Linked DNA regions of Zea mays: region 1 is linked to region 2. Evidence: chromatin contacts called from public Hi-C data. All regions are on one chromosome and are shown on one strand. Each heading gives the region's core, a stretch centred on a gene start, on an enhancer-like site or on the middle of the called end of the contact. The rest is flanking DNA. Distances are from core to core; before and after follow the strand shown. Region 1 holds the start of LOC100193917. Region 2 holds the start of LOC542124 (single myb histone 6).

Region 1 (7,410 bases), core at 1,335-3,834, 330 kb after region 2:
TGAATTATGAAAGATATAACATTTGATTTATACTTTTTATTGAAAAGTAGAGAACATTCAGGAACATTTTCTTACAATCTCATATGTTGTGATTTCGAAAGAGAAACCAACTGAAGATGTAAGCTAGCAGTGTCTTGTGCATTGATTTCATTTTTTGGAAAGACATGGTCATATTGTTCCTTCCATGCTATGTGATTTAAATATTTGTATATATGCTATTGATTTTGTTTGATTTATTGGATCAACTCACTGTGTTCATGTGTTCTCAATGGCTCTGAATAGCTCACTACATGTCCAGTCAACTGACAGACTCTTATATTTTTAATTTCAGGGTCAAGTTTTCTTATCTCCAAGAACAATTGGGTTTTATTCAAGCATGTTTGGGAGGAAAACAAAATGTTACTTTCTATGGGAGGATATTGAAGACATACAGGGAATACCTCAATCAATATCATCATGGAGTCCATCCATTATAATAACTCTTCACAAAGGTAGAGGCATGGATGCAAAGCATGGTGTAAAGAGCATGGACAATGGAAAACTTAAGTTCTGCTTGCAGTCTTTTGCATCATTTAGTGTGGCCAATAGGTAAATGCCCAGCTTCCTTAAACACATCGAGTGTATGTCATATGGCTCTTATGAATCAAACTCTGGAAATAACTTGTGTCGCAACTAACTGTCTTGATTCTTGCAATATCTTTTGCATGATTTATATGTTTTTTTTCTGGAATAAATATTGTTTGTGCTCTACAGGACAATAATGGCATTATGGAAGGCAAGATCTCTGAGCACAGAGTTTAAAGTACAGCTTGCGGAAGAACAATCCCAAATTAACACCCTTCAGAGTGAGGACAATGGGGTCTTTGTTGGTATTGAGGATGCCAAGAGCCTTCAGATGACTGAAGTTTTCTCCTCGACCATTTCGACCAATGTAAGTTCAGGCGACTTGTATGGCAAATCTAAATATACACTTGTAGTCCTGCACTTGTGCAAGTTTATTAACTACCTATATTGTGGTCCATCATAAGAGGCTGAAACTGACATTCATGTATCTCTTGCCAGATGGCCTCGCTTATGGAGGTGTGTCTAGGAGGATCCTTGGAAATGAAGGTAACGGAGAAAGTTGGATGCCAGAAGTACTCGCCTACACAGTGAGAATCAGATAAACCCAATGAGTATCAACGAAAAATCCATTACAAGTTCAGCAAGAAGCTGTCTCCCGTTGGCGGAGAAGTGACAGGAACCCAGCAGAAATCTCTTATGCCTAATAAGAAAGGATGGGTTATCGAAGAGGTGATGGAGCTCCAAGGAGTCCTTCTTGGCGACTTCTTTACGGTTTGTATACGTAACTGAATCTTCTTCCTCTCTGGCGTTCTGGGTTGAATTTGCATGCTCTTCTGCTTGTCAGAAGTCCCCGTTTTCTTTAACGAAAATTTTGAAGTCTGTTAGATGGAGTATTTCCAGCTTCTAAATTACTCGATGTAACGATCTTGAAACATATAAAACATTCCTTTTATCAGAAACAAAATGCTTGTCATTTGGTCAATTAGTTAGTGTTATGATATTCCGTGCTGTAACGTGGTCAGGGGGTAGCTGTGTCTATGTGGCGGCAAAAAAAACTGCAGGAGGTCCATTCTAATCACCACACGAAAGATCAAGCCTGCTGCGCCGATTTTCTTCATACCAGCAGAAGAAGAGAAACACGACACATCTGGATTCTGACCTGCGCTCCTATCTTGTTTTTTTTCCAGCTCCACATCAAGTACCAGGTCGAGGACCTCGCTCCCAAGCAAAGAGCAAGCAATGTGCAGGTCTCCTTGGGAATCGAGTGGTCGAAGACCAGCAGGCACCAGAAGCGGATCGAGAAGAACGTCCTTTCCAGTTCATCCGCGCGCCTAAAGGAGATGTTCAACCTTGCGTTGAGGGAGCTCTCGCATGCCAGATAGGAGGCGGAGCGTAATGGCCTTTCGACGTCTTACCCACCGTCCCTGTGCATAACAACAACAGGACCGATCTTGAGTGAACATTTAACACCCACTAACTGTACATGGAAAGCTTGGCTCAAGACTGATAGACAGCAACACCAAGAAGAAGAGGAGGAGGTACTGTAGGATAGCTCGATAGACAACGATATAGTTGTATGTTCTGCTTGCAAGTTCTCTCTGTCGACTGTATATGCTAAAAATATTAAAATTGAATAGCTAGAAATGCAAGTGTTCTCTTTAGGCCATACCATTTACATAGTTATTATCTTCTGCCTTTAACCACTGTAGGGTGCCCGAAGGGGCGCCTAATGTTCTAGTTTTTTTAAAACAATCACGTGAGCCACACAACATGCATCGAACAAGGCAAAGAGTAGTGGTGTGTGTCTATCCGCTGACTGTTTATGCAGCGAACAGTGGGCCGTGGCCGATTCGTGACACACGTGAACAACAAACGTCGAAATCACATGCAGGAGGATACACGTACTGGAGATATTGGGCTACATTGCGTCATGCGAAAATCCGTTTAAGGGCCTATCAAAACCTGGACCGGGCCGCGCTTTAGGTGGGCTCTAAGTACGCCTCTGCCTTTTCAGGCTATCACCGCCACACAGCTGATCCTCTCCCGAGTCCCGACCCGTCATCGCCGCCGCCATTGTCCCGCCGCGCAGGGTTTAGGGTTCAGTAGCGGCGGCACCAGTTTTTCTCCTCATCAAGGGAGTCGCGGCCACCGCCAACGAGACAAGCTGTCGGCGATGTCGTCTATCGCATCGCAGCTGAAGGCCATCAAGTCGGCGCTCGGCGCTGCGCCGGAGCCGGCTCGGCGGCCCGTCACCCGGCCGTCTGTGCTCTTCGACGCCAAAGAGGCCGCCGACATCGACCTCCGGGCCATCCTGCCCATTGCCCTCTCTGGTTCGTACCACTAACTACCGACCTGATCGGTTCGAGCATGCTGATGCTTTATTAGTTGCGCTCTTCTAGAGTAGCCACTAGCCAGCATTTCATGAAGGACAACTTGGTTGTATTTTCCGCTAAACCGAGCGTTCTAGAATTTTGTTTGGTTCGTTTGATTCTTATTTTAGCTCCCATTTAATATAATATCTAAATCAGCTTTCTCGGAATTCCCTCTGGATTTTGCTGCTATTTGCAGGTTGATCCCATCCGTCTACATAGTACACCTAGTTGTTTATGCTTGTGCAATTATGCATGCGATTTTATGAAACTTCACTAATAGCTCAAATTGAATGAAGTTTTTAAAAACAAAACCAATTTAGTTTTGCATATGAGGTATTTCATTCGAAGAGCTTCTCTTCCTCTACGGTACCTGAATCAAATTGCTTTTCAGGGTTGGAGCACCTTACCAGCGTAGACGAGAGATTTGCAAAATACAGCAACACTCTGTTCAGGGAGACTAGCCTTGAGGTGAACCGCGAACAGTTGACTCCCAAGGAGAACGACAAACTCAACAAGTCTATCTCCACCTACCTTCGCCTTCTAGCTGGCTATTTGCATCTTCCCTCTGCCCTCAAGACCCTTGAATACCTTATCCGCAGATACCTGTATGAATTTAGCTCAGCTAATTTTGCCGATGGCCCTACGAGCTCTAGCTTATTCTCTTGTTTCTGGTGGGAACCTTCATGTAGGGTGCATGTATACAATTCGGATGAGTTGCTGCTGAGCGCACTGCCATACCATGATACACATGCGTTTGTTCGGATCGTGCAGTTGGTCAACTTAGGGTGAGTGTGGCTCTGGTCTGGATAGATACTTATTTTCTCCATTTGTCTTCAATATCAACTTGTGCTGGTTGATGTGCTTTCAGGAATAGTAACTGGGCATTTCTTGGCGGTGTCAAGTCCTCAGGTGCACCGCCACCCAGGAGTGTTCTAGTGCAACAGTGCATCCGTGATAAGGCTGTGCTGGAGACCCTATGCAACTATGTAACGCCGAAATTAATAATCCTTTTAACAGTAGGATTCTGTCATGATTTTTGATATTTTTTTGTTGATAATTCATTTTACTTTCAGGCTACACCAACAAAGGAATTCAGTCACTCGAAGACAGTCGTCTGCTTTTGCACTGCTGTGATTGTTGAGTGTTTGGGTGCTGTCCCTAAGCTTGACACAGATGTAGTGCAGAGGGTGTTGGGATTTGTGTTTGACTCTCTTAATCCTGCAGTGACGCGAGACCAGGAATATAAGGTTACCTCAAATGATTTGCAGTTTTTTTGGCCCCTTTTCAATGGTCATATTTGTTATATTTTTTCTTTCCCTTTTACTTTGCAACCCTCAACTGGATACTGTGTGTACACTATTTCGAACATTATGAATCTTTTATTGTGCTATATGGGTTTACTTCCCATTGAAGAACTATTGACATCCTGCTTTCTTAGCAATGTTATAACTACAGTTATGTTGTATCTTTATGACCAGGCTGGCGCTCTTATGATTGTTGGAGTACTTGGAACCCGTGCGACTCTAGCGCCTAAACTTGTTCAAAATTTGATTCTTTTCGTTGCAAGGACTGCACAACATGATGCATTCGAGTCAGTTGACTTGCCATGGCTTCGTGTTTCAGTGATGGCTCTTATAAGTCTTGTTCAGGTTTGGATTTAACTTATTGTCATTCATATCCTTAGGAAATTCTGGCTTGCTATGTAAATCATTGAACTCAATATTGGTGATGCTGAGGTAGAAGTATTGATAAATGTCTGCTAATTTTACAGTCCCAATCTGTCCATGTTTTCCCTAAGAAGCCACTGATGGTTTTGAAAGACATCAGGTTTACCGTTGTTTTCCCAGCATACACATTATATATTTGCTCCTTTCTGTTTCTCCTGGTGTTGAAGTGTTAAATTCCTATGGTAAACTTTTTTCAGGGATTTTTCTGGTATACTTTCTGTATTATCCAGTGAATACAACATCGAGAAATTCATTAGGCTTTATGTTGAATCATTAATTGACTACAGGTGATTTTGCTTATCTGATGTAATTATATTTGCATATTTCTCTCTGGCATTGTATGAACGTTTATAACTCTTAAAATGCGAACAGTATTGTCGATGGTACCTGCCACACACACCTGATTGAAACTATTGAGAGTCTGCCAATGAAGAATTTCATTGAAAGTGTCGTGTGCAAAATTCTTGGAAACTGTATCAAGGTATCTCGGGCCACAGGAATCCCAGATATTAATCACACAGGTAACTGTAACAGCTGCTTCAATTCCATTTTAAACTAATCAAGTAATTTCTTTTTTTTTGTGCATACATGTATTTTAAGCATATCATGGTGTTCTGTACTGTATGTACTATGTAGTATTTGATATATATTGTTTCATCTATTTTTCAGAATTATGGGCTAAGAAAATTTTTAAGGCAATTGAAAGAAAATATCCCCTGGAGCTACGTGATGCTATTCATAAATTTCTTGAGGTGCAAAATGACACACTTTCCACTTATGTAACTTGTCAGTTCTTATTGCTGTTGTTTGACACTTCTTTCTCCCTGTTCTCAGAACTCTGAAACTAATTCACCGGGAGGGGATTCTTTGGCTGAGGTTTTTGGGATATTGTTTGATGAAAACAAGAATTTGCCAACTGAAATATCTGACTCAAACATTTGGTTCAGTCTCGATCATCCAAAGGTACAATATGATATGGGACTTGCTGTAGAATTTTACTTTCCATGGAAACTCTGAATTTTATCCTGTCTTAAACTCTTAATGCCTCTAGAATGATTTCTTGCCCTAGTTCAAATCATATTTTAGGTTGTGAGTAATTCGCCACAGTTAGCCTTTTCCTAAATTAGTTTGTTTTGTTATCTTTTCTAGTCTTTGATGTGTTAGATGTATATGTTGTGTAGCATATTTTCCTTATTGTATAAGGGCCTTTATGCATTGTGCAATGTATGTACTGTGGGCTTGGGCCGTTACTGTGAATACAAGCACCATTCTAACATGATGAATTTTATATATGATAAAGGCTACGGTTCGTCAATCTGCTCTCTCAAAAGTTGCTACATCTGGCATCTTCAATAACAGAACTCTAAATCCTCAGGTAACAACTTTTGCTCTTTGCAAATGTTCACTTCTATATGCGCACTGTTGTATTGAAGCTTTCCTCAGATGATGATCAACTGACTTCTGCTTCTGAAAGAGATTGAATCTGTATAGAATAGTAGATTAATTATTGAGAGTTAAAAAGGTTATATAGGGGTGAGGAGATCTTGGGGCAAAAGGAAACCGATAGTCAAGATTTCCTCAGGGCAGGAAACTTCTAATCAGGATCCTATCGTAAGGAAACCCCCAATTAGGATCTCATCTAATCAGGATCCTGTCCTAAGGAAACCCCCAATCAGGATCCCATCAGGAGTCTGTAACCATATATCTCTACAATACCAAATAGGGCCGGCCGGCTATAGAGCCAGGCGCAGGACCTCGACACACAGTAATACATCAAATGTCTAACAGTTTCTAATTCTGAGTTCATGCAGAAGTTTATCAATATGCAAGATGCTATATTACGTAGTCTGTATGATGATGATCTAAGTGTTGTCCAAGCTGCTTTATCCATAGAAGGACTAGCTGCTGTTGCCAATCCTGATAGCCTGTTAAAAGCATATGATTGCGTGCTCACCAAATGCATCAAAATCATCAACAAAGGTGGGTATTCTTCAATGTCTGCTTGTTTCGGGCCAACTGGGTGACTTTTTTATTTCAATGGACTGCCTTTTTCTATTTATTTATTACATGAGGCCTATAGCTAGTGTATAGTGTGCTTTAAATATAAAGCACACGCAAAAACTAATTTATTCATGAAAGTTTTTAAATAATAGAGATCAGCATTTGACACTTTGACAGAAAGTGCATCGATTGGTGTCTTCTTGCCTGGACCACCAAACCAGATGTTTTATGCCACTTCTGTAGTTTGTTCATTGTAGCTAATATTCATTAAGGGCCTGTTTGAATGCACTAGAGCTAATAGTTAGCTGGCTAAAAAATTGCTAGTGGAATTAGCTGGCTAACTCTTAGCTGGTTTTAGTTGGTTTGAATCAGCTAATGAATAGTTGAAGATGCAACTAATAGTTAGCTGTACTATTAGCTTGAGGGTGTTTGGATGTCTCCAGCTAAAAGCAGCTAATAGCTGAACTATTTGCTGGGCTGTTTGGATGTCTGCAGCTAATTTTAGTAGCTAACTATTAGCTCTAGTGCATTCAAACAGGGCCTAAGTTATATGTTACTTTATTTTTCTATGTTTTCCTTTGTTCTGAACCCTCAACTGTGATTTGATTTGAAATGTTCTATGGTATGAACTTATGGTGATATGTCACATTGCAAATTATTTTTTAATTGCGGCTATATGAATTTTGTTTATGATTCTCCAGGTGGTTCAAAGGCATTAAAAGCTTCTGATGTTGCTGTTTCTTGCT
Region 2 (6,984 bases), core at 3,527-6,026:
ACCCTACACAAAGAGGTCCGGGACCCGTCCCGAGGGTCCGGTCTGTACCCGCGGAGGTCCTGGATCCTACCCGGAGGCCCGGTCCGGATATATTGGGGTCCGACACTTTCCCATGGGGTCCGGACCCACCGTTGATACCTTGGAGGATATTGTCTTCCCTGGCCACGTGGCGACCCCAGAGCCGTCCACGTGGTGGAGACGGGTACTGTTTACCGTGCGACTAAGGATAGCCGCATGGACAGCGCAACTTCATGTTCTAGGGTACTGACAATTACTTTGGAAATCATAATCTTCGGTGAATAAGTCGGTGTGTTTGTGAAAACTTCTGATTTCAGGTTCTTTTAGTAACCAATTAGTTGCATACAGAGCTACGGAACTGGATTCTACGTGTGGAAGGACAAGAGGGCATATCTAAGATTCATGGACTCGAGCTATACCAATTTCGCAGCATTTCTGTTCTTCAGTGTCAAAACTGCTGCTTCAGCAAAGGCCTGTGCAGCTCGGGCCTCTGCTTCCGCAGCTTCTGCTTCCCTAGCAGCTGCTTCAGCTTCTGCCATGATAGCCTCTGCCTCTGCAACTGCATGAGCAGCAGCTGCCGCCGCCGCCTCAACAGTCATAGTTGCCATACGGACCAATTCAGCATCGACTTGGGATCTTGTAAGGGTTCTACTAGCATCACTCCCTAATTTCAAGGGTTCTCTTTGCACGTCTTCCAGCAAACTAGGTGCTATCCTGTACTTCCGATTCACCTGCAAACTCCCACAGGGTAATGCTGAAAAACTCAAGGTTCTTCAATTTTTTTAGATCAAAGGCTCAGCACAGCTTTATTAGAAAGTGTACGAAACAAGGTTCTTCAATTTGAGAACATGCAACTTCTGATTGGATCAAAATATGAACATTCAGCAATGGAAGATGGGTCACAAATCGAGTAGTGCTGAAAATAGCATTTATAGTAAGATCAACAGGAAACCTGCAGCCTAACAAAAGATTCTACATGAAATTGAACAAGAAATCAATGTATCTAACAGTGGAGTGTTGTGCATTACTGAACAAAAACTCAGTGTTTGCTAATACTGATTAACATGTTTGGCACTGTAATAATAGAAAGAATAGAGTATGGTGCATGATTGATCAAGTCTACGTTTGTGCATCTTCTAGAGCACATGCTTATGCCCAAACATATGGGTCATGATAAACCTTCATATACTTGAATTCATAAACATGGCACATGAGTTGTCCCAGTTCGATGAAAACTAGGCTTCTCATGGTGTTATGTGTTGAAGTGTATAAGTGGATTGGCTACCTTCTTTCATTAGCTTAAACTTTTGGGTTGAACTGGTTAGTGCGTTCACTCTAACATGGTATCAAAGCCAGAGATCTCGAGTTCGAATCTTGGTAGAGGCTTTATGTGTGCCCCCGCCCATTTATTTCCACGTTTGCATCTTTCTCTCTGGTGGGAGAAGGTTGTCAATCCACTTATACACTTCAACATTATGCACAAATTTTACTTATCTTGGAGTACAACACCAGGTGATGTCATGAGAATGCACTAGTGTGGTGGCCGGTGGTTGGGCACCCAGTTGTGGTGCTGTAGGATCAGGGTTTGAACCCTGGGTTTCACAAAAGGCCCCTCACGTTGCAACTGCTTTCAGAGATATACATGGTTGCATCCTGGGAAGTCAGCTGGCCTTCTTGACCCTGTGGTTAAGGTTTCTCCTTAATACAATGCCTTGGGGGAGATCTTTCCTCCAAGAAGAGTTTTTTTAGGTGAGCTGATGACATTAATTGAATTTACTCACGTGATATCACCTAGTAGTTTCATCTTTAAATTAACTTCATTTCTCATAGCATAAAATGATGTAGGGAGCTAAAAATCATATTTACCTTCAACAATTTCCCACTGGTAGCTAAATACTTCAGTTTTGCAGACAATAAGTGATCAAAATCACTAGGTGGCCAATATTGCTCCTACATAAAACCAAGGTAAGAGCCTGATTGTGCACATAGAAAATAAGACGACCATGACCTAGTTCACCAATAACTTTTATTAGCAAATAAGAAAGAACATGATGATTTCAAAATGAAATCAGAACTCTGCGAGAAGACAGTGCAATAGCTAACGCTTTGGACAACAAGAGGAAATCTAATCTAATTAACTAGACATGCTTTTTTATTGGATTCTACTATTTGATATCTATGATATATAACTTTTATACAGTCAGATCAGGTGTGCTGAAGTTCTGTTTCTGGCATGACAAGTGTTCACTGATTATTTAGATGTTTATGATATATAAACCGATGCAAGTTTTTTCCCTGTAAATGTAGAGAGCCTGCTTTGAACCCGTGATCTGGTGACTCAGCGAGACAGCTCTCATCACTACACCACGCCTACCCTTCCGATTTGGGCAAAATCATGGGTTCATGACGGTTGGGTAGCCACGTAGTTGACTTATCATACACTTTTGTCAAAAATAAGAACAATACATTTACTATTAACAAGATATCATGAGTATAAATTTTTTTGGCTGACTAATTACAAACAGAAAAGGCAAATAATGTTGACGTTCAAAAGTAAAGGAAAATGGGAACGTAGACAGACCATAAATAAAGCATATTGTAAGTCTATAAGTTCTAGAAAGAAACAGAAACAAGAGAAGAATGTACACCTCTATGTAATTAGCAATAGTAGTTCTGTGGGACCCTGTAGGCTCATTCAAAGAAACAAAAACAAGAGAAGAATGCACACCTCTATGTAATTAGCAATAGTAGTTCTGTGGGACCCTGTAGGCTCATTCAAGTTCTTTATAGCCTCCATTATAATATTGTCTAGCCTGCATTAAAGCAATAGTAAGTGAAGACTTCAGTCTATCTAGTTTTCTATTGAGATAATGAAGAGAGAGAGGGAGATAAGCTAAACGGCACAATTATGTATTATTACACATGCATATGTAATCACCTTGAGTGAGATTTCTTTGAATTTGAAGTATTCCATCCTTCAACAGACATTGATACTATGGGCTTTACATCAACAATCTCATCATCAACCTCAGAAGTGATTGTGCTCATTGCCAACAATTGGTCATTATTCTTAGGAGCAGCTCGGGTTCTCCTCGTGGAAGTTCTCCCCCTGTCACGAGTACTCGATGAAGTGACAATTACATTCATGTTGCGCCATTTGTCCTAAGTAGTGATTAATAAAAAAGGAACATATGAGCATTAAGATTGAAGATGAATCTAGAAATTTGAAAACCAAAAGACACATGATTTCAAGGAATACCCAAATATGGCAGTCCCTTCACTAAATCAATCTTACGTAAAAACGAGTGAATAGATTTAACCTTTAGGTCAACATTCGAGCGGTAGCGCAATGTGGAGCTAAGTTCTGGATCATTCAATATCATGCGCCAATTTCCAACTCCATGTCTGGCTACTCCAGCTCTAAGAGCAGCCTCTTCCTCAGAAGTCCACCTCTGTTTTGGAGCCCCCATGCGTAGGCCCAGTCTTTTTAGTCAAATACAATATTATGAACACGAATGCATACCTTCTAACCTGGATTGTGAAATTCAATCCATTAAAGCATTGTAAAACAAAAAAAGAATATAGCCACTGTTGTACTATAATAGATTAACACTGCTGCAAACATTGAATCATCTGAAAACTCAATTCCATGAATATTTTGGCAACAAACAAATCCATAATGTGCAAAAACTTATCACAAATAAGTTCTTGTTTTAATATGTAAAAGATCCTGCCATGATTGGCTAAAGAAGAAAATCAGGTTTGAAGTACAACTTAAATATACCGAATATTGGAGAGGGAGTCTAATGTACAACATAAAAATATGTACAGGCCTAGAAATTACTGAAGATATTTGCTGATTTCCAAAGGCTCCATTACTGTTCATGAATAGAGATTATGATATCCATCGTAGTATTACTCCCTTCGGACAAAAGTGGTGTTATAGACATCGGCACTGTCCTGAATACATAACTTTGACTACTAGTTCCTGTCGTGATATATTTATGAATGATTTGCGGACCAAGATTAGGTTGGTTCTTTGCACACAACCCAAAACATCACTTATCTGTGACTGTGTGGGAGTACATATGAGACAAAATGGCATAAAATGGCCTCTGTGATGTGACCAAACAGAGCTTCAAACTAGAGCTTACAAAGCAAATTCAGAACTGCCTTTTTTTGTCAGAGAAGTGGTGAACACCAATCCAATCATATCTCAATAAGCTTGTGCATTTCTATTTAATAATTCCATTGCTATGCCAGCATGAACTAACCTCCTATGGTACCAAAACAAACCAATACAAACATTGATGTAGGACATAAGACAACATGGGAGCATTGAAAGGAACTGCTTAACCATCTCCATTTCTTAAACTCCATGGGTGCCCTTTCTAACAAATCCAAACAAACTTAACAAATTATCAACACAGGAAGATGGTGAGTTCAGGGGCAGAGCCAGTAAAGTACATGGGTGTGCAAATGTACAATGTTCGCCCGATACTTTCTGCCAAAAAATCGCAGTTGGTACGCATAATACATGTATACGCTTGCAATAATGCAATTAGATCAGATCCGAATATACAAATACCCATATAGGTTAACTTAGGGTTCGGGTGCTTGGTTTCTCACAACTGGTAGGGCAGAGAAGGGATCCACATACCTAGCGGGCGCTCGTCGTTGGCGAAGGGCCCGAGAAAGACCTGGCGAAGGCACCGACGAGGCTAGACCTGGGCGCCTGGTATAGGACGGCAGTTGCGCCACGCGCAGGAGAGAGAGAGAGCGGCAGAGCCAGAGCGCACACGCGGCGTGAACGGCGGTGAACGGGCACCGGGGTACGCCCGATTTTTCCCTCCGCCGCGGTGACAGCAGTGCGCGCAGTTTTTTTTTATTATATTAGCCTTTTTAGATGATAGCTGAATGACCGTGCGTTGCAACGAGAATATATAATATTAGTATACTACGATAACTTATATATAAAATGTGTGTTATACCGTTACGAGAAAATGTTTCATAATCAATTTGTGATTCTGGCCATACATAAATTTTGTTATTTATAATATATCTGTTTCACCACTACATTGAAACCATCAGTATCATGCAGACTTCGATATATGTCACGCTCTGTATGGTCTCATCATTGGAGAGCACGTTGTTGGGGTGAAGGCGAAGCCGCTACCCTTCGCTCGATGCCTTCGCCGATCTCGCCGCACCAACGGAGGTAAAGCGACCGGCAGTTTCCACCCTTCGTCCAACACGCCGCAAGACGAAGGCCTACGACGAGGTCGCTCCGTCTCGCGGCCTCGTCCAACACGAAGGCCCACGCGGAATTCGGCTCATTGTAACAGGCCCCGGTCGGCTGAGTGTATTACGGGCCCGATTTGTAAAGACTTTTCTGTAATGACAGTCTGTAACCCTGCTTTATTGGAATATTTCGGGGATGACCTAGGCGCCTGAGGGCACATGCGTCCTTAATCCAAGACGCTGGGTACTCAGGCACCTATAAATACCCCTGCACAGTGCCCTTGAGAGACTGGATTAACAGAGCAATTGCCTTCCTGAGCTAAAACCTTTTTGCATTACTTTCACTCCCCCGTTGGATCATCTTGCTCGGGGGAGCAAGTTCCAACATTTGACGCCCACCGTAGAGCCCGAACCCACGACCACAAGGTTAAGAGCCTTGTGCTCTACCGACTGAGCTAGACGGGGCGACCTCGTCGTAGGCCTTCGTCTTGCAGCGTGTTGGACGAAGGGTGGAAACTGCCGGTCGCTTTGCCTCCGTTGGTGCGGCGAGATCGACGAAGGCATCGAGCGAAGGGTAGCGGCTTCGCCTTCGCCCCAACATTTGCCCTCTGAGGGACCAGTTCGACTATCGCTAGATGGTGGAGATGCTGCCCTCGTGGCGAGTTCCAACATTTGGCGCCCACCGTTCGTGCTACGAAAAAACCACCCGCGATGGCACCCAAGAGAGCTAGCTCGAAGGCAGCCCCATCCGTTGACGAAGCAGCGAAGGCAGCGCTGTTGGCCGAGAAAAAGGGCAAGGCCCTTGTCGACACCACCCACCAAGAAGCCTGCGAAGACGACGCACTCAGCAAGAGGCAGCGCAATGAACAACCCACACCCGAAGGCAGCCTCCGCACCTGCAGCTCCAGAGGACAGCCGCAACCCCCCAGGCTTCGCTCTACCGGAGGGCGCGGACGCCACTGAGGATGGCGAAGCCATCGGCGTTTCAGCAGAAGAACAGCTACAGCTGCGGGCCTTGCGCATCAAGAACCGCAACCTCCAGAAGGAGAAGGAGATCCTCGAGGCCAAGCGCCAACGTGTCTCTGCGCAAGCCAAGGTGCGCCAGATGATACGTGACGAGGAGCGGAAGGCTCAGGAGCTTGAGCAAGAGATTGCGCTCATGCAGAGCGAAGGCCAACTTGGTCTGCAACAAGGCCCACCCCTCCAACAGCGCGTGCCATTCAAAGACCTGTTCATTCCTCAGCGCGGACCCGTCATCCCGCACGCCACAACATTCCAAGGTGTCAACTACCTTGACGAGCGAAGTCCCCTGGCACCGCACCTGCAAGTGTCACCATGGACCGCCAACTTCAGGGCAGGGACCTACCCCAAGTACAACGGCAGCACTGACCCAGCACAGTATATCATGAGCTACCAAGTCGTCGTTGCATCATCCGGAGGGGACGACGCCACGATGGCCAAATCATTCATCATCGCTCTCGAAGGCCCGGCTCTCACTTGGTACACCAGGTTGCCCCCGTTGTCCATCGACTCCTAGAGAAGTCTGCGGGACAAATTTTTGCTCAACTTCCAAGGGTACCGCCCAGACACCGACGCCTTGGCTGAACTGTCACTCTACAAGCAGCTGGAAAGAGAAACTCTGCGAGAGTATTACCGCAAGTTTCTGACTCTCAAGTCACAACTGCCCTCGGTTGATGACCAAATAGCCATTCACTACGCTATCAG

Evidence for each region. A called contact is a pair of places that touch in the nucleus more often than the background predicts.
Region 1: a contact with region 2 is called in a Hi-C map of leaf, with 6 times the contacts expected there. The contact joins the promoter of LOC100193917 here to the promoter of LOC542124 in region 2. A contact is called at or near these places in 2 of 25 Hi-C or Micro-C datasets (ear and leaf).

What each region holds. Positions count from the first base shown.
Region 1 is chr3:14,779,909-14,787,318 of Zm-B73-REFERENCE-NAM-5.0, forward strand. LOC100193917 reads left to right here and starts at 2,585. Exons shown (of 39, transcript NM_001349879.1): 1 at 2,585-2,894; 2 at 3,328-3,541; 3 at 3,626-3,721; 4 at 3,805-3,922; 5 at 4,010-4,183; 6 at 4,415-4,585; 7 at 4,708-4,763; 8 at 4,861-4,950; 9 at 5,036-5,184; 10 at 5,333-5,415; 11 at 5,498-5,626; 12 at 5,964-6,038; 13 at 6,475-6,643; 14 at 7,366-7,410. The coding sequence starts at 2,738. It also overlaps the pseudogene LOC103649725.
Region 2 is chr3:14,444,121-14,451,104 of Zm-B73-REFERENCE-NAM-5.0, forward strand. It overlaps LOC542124 (single myb histone 6), which reads right to left and starts at 4,777. Exons shown (of 6, transcript NM_001111756.1): 1 at 4,679-4,777; 2 at 3,339-3,549; 3 at 2,957-3,180; 4 at 2,747-2,831; 5 at 1,885-1,968; 6 at 294-749. The coding sequence starts at 3,488. The coding sequence ends at 432.